2 separate regions of the Ovis canadensis genome follow, and region 1 is linked to region 2. The links are chromatin contacts, called in public Hi-C maps. All regions are on one chromosome and are shown on one strand. Each heading gives the region's core, a stretch centred on a gene start, on an enhancer-like site or on the middle of the called end of the contact. The rest is flanking DNA. Distances are from core to core; before and after follow the strand shown.

What was found. Hi-C and Micro-C count contacts between places; a contact is called where the count stands out from the background.
Region 1: a Hi-C map of fibroblasts shows a contact between it and region 2, with 4 times the contacts expected there. The contact joins the promoter of HES1 here to the enhancer-like site in region 2. A contact is called at or near these places in 2 of 2 Hi-C or Micro-C datasets (fibroblasts and lung).

What each region holds. Positions count from the first base shown.
Region 1 is chr1:196,590,493-196,593,738 of ARS-UI_OviCan_v2, reverse strand. It overlaps HES1 (hes family bHLH transcription factor 1), which reads left to right and starts at 1,943. Exons shown (of 4, transcript XM_069579465.1): 1 at 1,943-2,379; 2 at 2,519-2,614; 3 at 2,844-2,931. The coding sequence starts at 2,272.
Region 2 is chr1:196,433,760-196,437,159 of ARS-UI_OviCan_v2, reverse strand. No RefSeq gene overlaps it. Among named protein-coding and RNA genes, the nearest start is that of CPN2, 31 kb to the right of the region's middle. Within about 2 kb of position 1,964, the one cell type or tissue checked has open chromatin away from gene starts, as enhancers often do. A contact at or near this core is called in fibroblasts, where this site is marked.

The sequences.
Region 1 (3,246 bases), core at 694-3,193, 160 kb before region 2:
GGGCTGGCGACCCGGGCAGGCGGGCGAGCGGGAGGGAGGCGGCGGGGGCGACGGCGGCCGGCCGGGACAGTGCGCGTCGCCCGCCCTGCGCGGCAAATCCCCCAGGGAGGCCGCCGCCAGAGCCCTGGCGCTCCCGGCCCGGCGCCCGCCACGTGGCACCCGGCGGCGGCGGCGGCGGCGGCTCCTCCCGGCGCGCGGCCCGGCCAGCCGGCAGCACGCAGCCGCCCGCGCCGCCCGCCTCTTCCCGGCCGCCCGCCGGCGGCCTCCCGGGTGCAGCGAGGGGGAGCTGCCCGGCCTCCCTGGACTCGGAGAGAAGGCGGGCGGCGCGAAGCCGCTTTAACCGCAGCCGCCGAGCGGAGGCAGGAGGCTGACCCGGCCGCTTCCTAAGTGCGGTCAGGCATCTCGTGACCACGGCGGGCGCCGGGGGCCCCGCGGGGGGAGGGAGGGCCAGGGCAGGGAGCAAACAAGAAGGTCCCCACCCCTCCCCCGGGCTGTTGCAAGTGAGGCTTTCGGCGGAGTTAAAACCTCAAGCCCGAAATCAGGGGTGGAGGGGGGGGTTGGAATAATTCCCCACTCTCCACCCCAGGGCGTGCGCTCCCCGCCCGGAAGGGCTGACCTTGGCCCGGGGGTAGTTGGGGTGGGGGCGGTTGGTCAGCGCCTGGGCTAGGCTCCCAGCCCGCCGCCCCCTCGGATTCCAGGCCCGGCGGGGGCCGGAGGAGAGGGGGGGGCCCAGGGACACACACACACACCCCACACGCAGCGCGCGCCAATGAGCCCAGGCCAGGCGCAGGGGGCGGGGTTTTCCCAGGCTCGAGCACAGCAGCTGCTATTTACCTTCTTGGCTTCTCCCGGGGACCAGGAACCAGCCCCCGCGCTCCGCCGCCCGCCGCCGCCCCCCGCCTCCCTGCCCCCGGGGCGCGCGCACACACTCACACACGCACGCACACACACACATCCTCCCTGCCCGGCCGCAGTCGCGGCGGCAATAAAACATCCTGGCACGTGCTCCGGCTCCAGGCGCGCCCTCGCCGGCCGGCTGATGTCAAACTGCAGCTCGGCTGGTGTAGCTCTTAAAGGGCCCGCGCGCGCCGGGTGCCGAGGCTGCCCTGGCCGCCCGCGGGGCGGGAAGGAGGGAGAGGCTGCCGCTCGGCAGGCCGCCTCGGCGCGCTGCAGAACCGAGAGGGGGCGGATGGAAAGGGAAAAGTTGGCAAGGACGTGCGTGCGTCCTTGAGGCATTGCCATCAAAGTCCCCCTTGTTAACCTTTCATTTGAAATTCCATTTCCTTTCTGCTCAGTTGGAAATTATTCTGATTGTTTCCTGGGGAAGCGCGGGGTCCGAGGCCCCCAACTCCAGAGGAAAAATGAGGGACGGATCGGGGGAGGGGTGCGGAGATCGAAAACCACCTTGCTCTGAAAAACCTGCAAATATAAGATGGAGGCACATTTTCCTTTTCTGCATGCAAAAGGAAAATTTTTTTGCCCTTTTTTGCACGGTCAACTTTCACCCCCCTCCTCCCCCGAACGTGCGGAGTCTGAGAGGGAAATCACTTAGATCTTTTCGTAACTCACACCCTTACATTCCCCCGTTCTAACCACTGCATTTATAACCTTTAATCCCTGTCCTTCTAAACCTTTAAAAATATATATTTCAAATGAACTTATTACTGGCAAAGCAGCTCTATTACATATGAAAGGAAATAAAGAGCAAAGGCCGAAGCCCCAAGAGAAATAAACTAGAGCAAACCCAATGCGGAAAAATCCTTTCTAAAGCAAAGGCCAGCAGGGAGAGTAGCAAAGGGTTAAAATCCTTTTGATTGACGTTGTAGCCTCTGGTGCCCCGGGCTCAGGCGCGCGCCATTGGCCGCCAGGCCTTGTGCCTGGCGGCCAATGGGGGGGCGCGGTCCACGAGCGGTGCCGCGTGTCTCCTCCTCCCATTGGCTGAAAGTTACTGTGGGAAAGAAAGTTTGGGAAGTTTCACACGAGCCGTTCGCGTGCAGTCCCAGATATATATAGAGGCCGCCAGGGCCTGGGGATCACACAGGATCCGGAGCTGGTGCTGATAACAGCGGAATCCCCCGTCTACCTCTCTCCTTGGTCCTGGAATTGCGCTACCGATCACCAAGTAGCCATAAGATATTATAATAAACCCTCAGCACTTGCTCAGTAGTTTTGAGAAAGTATAAAGTAAAAGGGACATAAGCAAGACAATTTTTTTGTGTGTGAAGAACTCCAAAAATAAAATTCTCTAGGGATTAAAAAAAGAAAAAGAAAATGCCAGCTGATATAATGGAGAAAAACTCCTCGTCCCCGGTGGCTGCTACCCCAGCCAGTGTCAACACGACACCGGATAAACCAAAGACAGCATCTGAGCACAGAAAGGTAAGGGCAGTACCTGTATTTCCCTGCACCCCCAAGAAATTAAGTCGGGGTTGGGGCTCTTTTCTCCCTTAAAATCGCGGGGAGAAATGGCAGGTCCCATGGGAACTCAAGCGCTCTTTTTTAAAAATTTTCTTTACAGTCATCAAAGCCTATCATGGAGAAAAGACGAAGAGCAAGAATAAATGAAAGTCTGAGCCAGCTAAAAACACTGATTTTGGATGCTCTTAAAAAAGATGTAAGTGGGTAATTCTTTTTTTCTCTCTCTCCCAGGTATTAAGAATGAAATCCCCTTGCCTGCGGGGTCTTCCCTGCCTGCACTGCATTCTCAGAGGCGGGAGAGCTGGGCCCCTCTAGCCGAGGTCTAGGGCTGTCGCCGCCGTGGCCAGGGGGAGGGACGGACCCCCACCATTCCGAAACCTCTGGCGAGGCTCTCACTTTCCTCCTTTGCCTCCTCTTCTGTGCAGAGTTCGCGGCATTCCAAGCTGGAGAAGGCGGACATTCTGGAAATGACAGTGAAACACCTCCGGAACCTGCAGCGGGCACAGATGACGGGTGAGAGCGGCTCGCCGCGTCCCCCTCTGCCGGCGTCTCTCTCGCCCCGCGGTGATTTCTTCCAGACTTCCGCCCGTGGTTGTGAGAGGCATTCAGCTACATTTTACTGCCTTGGCTCACTCTTGCGTTCCCACGGTCTGGGGCTTATTTATAGCCACAACTCCAAGTTGTTACTGTTCCGGAAAGGGAGGGAGAGAGGTTGTAGTGGCGAGGGCGGCGGGCGGCGGGCGGCTTGGCAGTGGGGGAAGCGGATTGGGGGGGGGGGGGGTGAAAGGATTTAGAACCGTGGTGGTTTTTAAGCTGCGTGGAGCTTGG
Region 2 (3,400 bases), core at 715-3,214:
CCATCCACATGGAAAGCTGGACAGCGGCGAGGACAATCCACTCAGAGTCCAGAAGCCTGTCCCAGCTCCACTCTGCTGCCAACTGTGTGGTGACCTTGGGCCTGTCCCTGTCCTGCCCTGCACTAATTCCTGACCCACAAGACGAGAGCATGAATCTCCTTGGTCCTCCTCCAGCTTCTGTTTCATGAGGCCCTGACTTCCAGCTGGGCTCTAGCCAGATGTGCGGCTGAGGCGGTAGGGAAACTGGTCCAAGCTCACAGCTGCCTGTATCCCCGGAGTCGCCCCCAGGCCCTTTTCGAGGTCCAATTCGAGGCTCAGACCTTTACTTCCAGAGGCTCTGCTAGAAGGTGCAGGATCTGTACTGACCTCCCACATCTCTTCCCTGGCCTTCTGTCTATAGGGACTGGTGCCTGGCAGGTGAAATCTCCCGAGTCCTAGGGCAATTGTTTCCAACCAGTCCTGCTGGGTCAGAGACCCCAGGGTCAGGCTGAGCCCTGGAAGGACATCTGCCTCTGGCAAGGGGTCATTCATTAGATTCAAGGAGAGACTAGCATTTCTCAAATTAAACCAAACCAGCTCCCTTTGGAACCCAGCCATCACTCCTTCAACATTGCCTAACAGTGTCCAATCTTGCGTCTGGGGCCCTGAGGGACCCTACCAGGGGCTTCTGAGGAATCAGCTCGAGAAGGGACATGCTGCAGACCAGCTGTGTGACCCTGAACATGTCCTTTCCCTCTCTGGGCCTCGGTTTCCCCATCTGGGCTGGCCTGGCTTCCTGTCATCTGCCCAGTGCTGATGGTCTGTGTCTCTTTCCAACACCCCAGCAGCCTCTCCCCCTTCAGGGACTGCAAGGAATGCCCACCTCACTGGCTGGTCATGGTTGGGAGGGGGCAGGGGTGTCAAGTGAAGGAGCCAGGCGCACTGAAGGTCAAGAAGAGAGCAGGAATCAGGCCTGCCTGTTGCTTCCCAGAATTACCTCCTCTCCTCTTTTTAAAATTATGAGCTGTTGAAGCCCAGAGAGTCATCAGACATCATCCAGACCAGAGGTGTTCAGGCTGCTTTTACCCACAAAACTTTTCTCCAGATGAAATTTCACACAGAGGCCCAGAAAATCAAGCATGGGGGAGGGGAGCAATATCGGGTGAAATGGGAGTCTTTATGATAAAGGCAGCTCTGGCATGCCTGCTGGGAAAGCAACTCCAGGGACATCCTCAGCCAGAGGGGAAGCCAGAGAGGGAGAAGATCACTGCACCTGACTGGGCAGTCTCCTCTAGAATAAACTCCCATCCTGGCTTCAAGGAAGGAGCTGGTTTTTTTTTAAAACTAAATTTTCATCAACAACCAGAACTCACTCCTCACCACCATAGACAACGTTCCTTACAAAGACAACTGCCTTGTCAGTCATATTCAAGGGAGGCAATCTCTGGCCCCATCTCTCCCGCTCCTGCATATAAGAACATTATCAGGTTGAAATATCTGATCTACACACCTCAGATAAGAGAGAAAAGGAGTAGGCAGCGGGAACTGAGCTGGGGAGAGCCAGGAAGAAGAAAAACTCAGAAGGAGAAAGGTAAGACTTGGTTCTTGCAGCTGAAGTGGAAGATCCAAGGATCTGGCCTGGAGGTACCTGGTCTGGGGGATTTCCGGGGACCTTCGGGGATCCTCATAAAGTAGAGGAGGGGCAGGGAGCTGCCGGGGAATGGGAAAGGACATTGCTGCTCTAGTCCGGTGGAATCTGGGAAGAGATCTCGCGTCATCCAAGGAGCATGAACAAAGGATACCCAGGGTGAGCCCGGCGCCCTGCCTGGAGGAGGCAGGCAGCATGGCTGGCCGGGCGAAGCAACTCGTGACTCGAGACTGCAATGGCCGCGTCTCCCCAGCACCGAGCACAGCCCTGACGTCAAGCGCGGTGGGGCCGGGGCCAGCTCTAACTAGGTACAGATGCACGGAGGAGGGCCGCCTCGGCCGGGAGCCGCTCCCGCGGGTCCCCCTCCCCCAGCCTCGGAGCCCCTCCAGCCCCGGGCTGGGAGGAGTCTCAGTCGTCCGCCCGGCGGCCTCCCAGGCGGCGCAACAGCGCGCCCTAGTGGCCATATCCTGGAGAGCGCGTCCAGGAGCCCCGCAGCCCTTGGTGTGGGTCTGACATCTTTGATACCTTCTAACATTCAGAGCGATCACATCTCAATCGTGTGAGGGACTTTTCAAAACCCCAGTGCCCAGGAGACACCCCACCTTAATTAAATTAGAACCCCTTGGAGCGGGACCTAGGCGCCAGTCTTTTTTAAAACTCTTGAGGTGTTTGCTATGGTCCACCAAGTACAGTTCTGGTTCCCTTAAAGTACTGGTTCTACTGCTTTGAGCCTACATCAGAGTCACTTGGAAGGCTGTTAAGGCAAGGATTGCCAGGTGCCGGCCTGGCAATACTGGAGTTTTCTGCCCCAGTACGTGTGTGGTGGGGACTTCCTAGCTCTAGCAGTTTCCCAGGTGACGCTGATGCTCTGGTTCCCAGGACCCACCTTGAGGACCTAGGGCTGAACTACATGACTCATGGAGGGGCAGGGCACAGCCCTGAGATCACCTGGGAACTGCCTGGAAACGCAGACTTGAGGCCCCACCTCAGATCCACTGAATCAGAATCTACTGATAATCTAAATTATCAATTCATATGATAGGATTAGAAGCACGCTCTAAACAGCGTTTTGTCAGGCCTCACAGGCTCAGACTGTGTTGAGTGCTGGCAAAACCTCTCCACATCCTCCCCAAAACCTCTGGGTCAGAGAGCTGGATGGGACATTCCAGATTACCTGACCCATTTCTCCTGCATGACAGATGGGAGAAAGGAAGGCCCCAGGCCGGGAAGGAACTCGCCAAGGGTCAGTCACCCTGGGCCCCTCAAGTTTCATCTATTCATAAATATTCCCTCTCATCCCAGGAACAGTCCTGTGAGTTATGATTTCATCATCCATGGGTCAGGCACCTCGCGCTCAAGGGAGCCTGCGGAGGCCCAGGTCTTTCCTGTCCTGTCTGCTTGGGAGTACGCTGAGGCAGGGAGTGGGAACACAGGCAAACTGCAACACTGTGGGAGGCGGCCTGCACAGGGTGACTCAGGAGGGGCTGGGTTTGAGAGCTGAGGGTCAGCCACTGACTTTAAGGGTATAGAGACTGACACCCATTTTTCGCTCATGATTATTTTTCTGACTTCTCAGGGAAAAGACAGATCCGAGGCCTTTCTTACAGGCACCTGTCTTACAGAGAGGATATACCGGTCATCCGGTCTTTCCAAAGTGGAGGGGATGGAGGGCTCTGATCGAAGTTCACAATGGATTTCTATATTTATCTTTGTTATTTGTCATGCAGGTGCTCTGAGGGGTACACAGAGTCCAGGTGGAAAGGCTAGAGACAT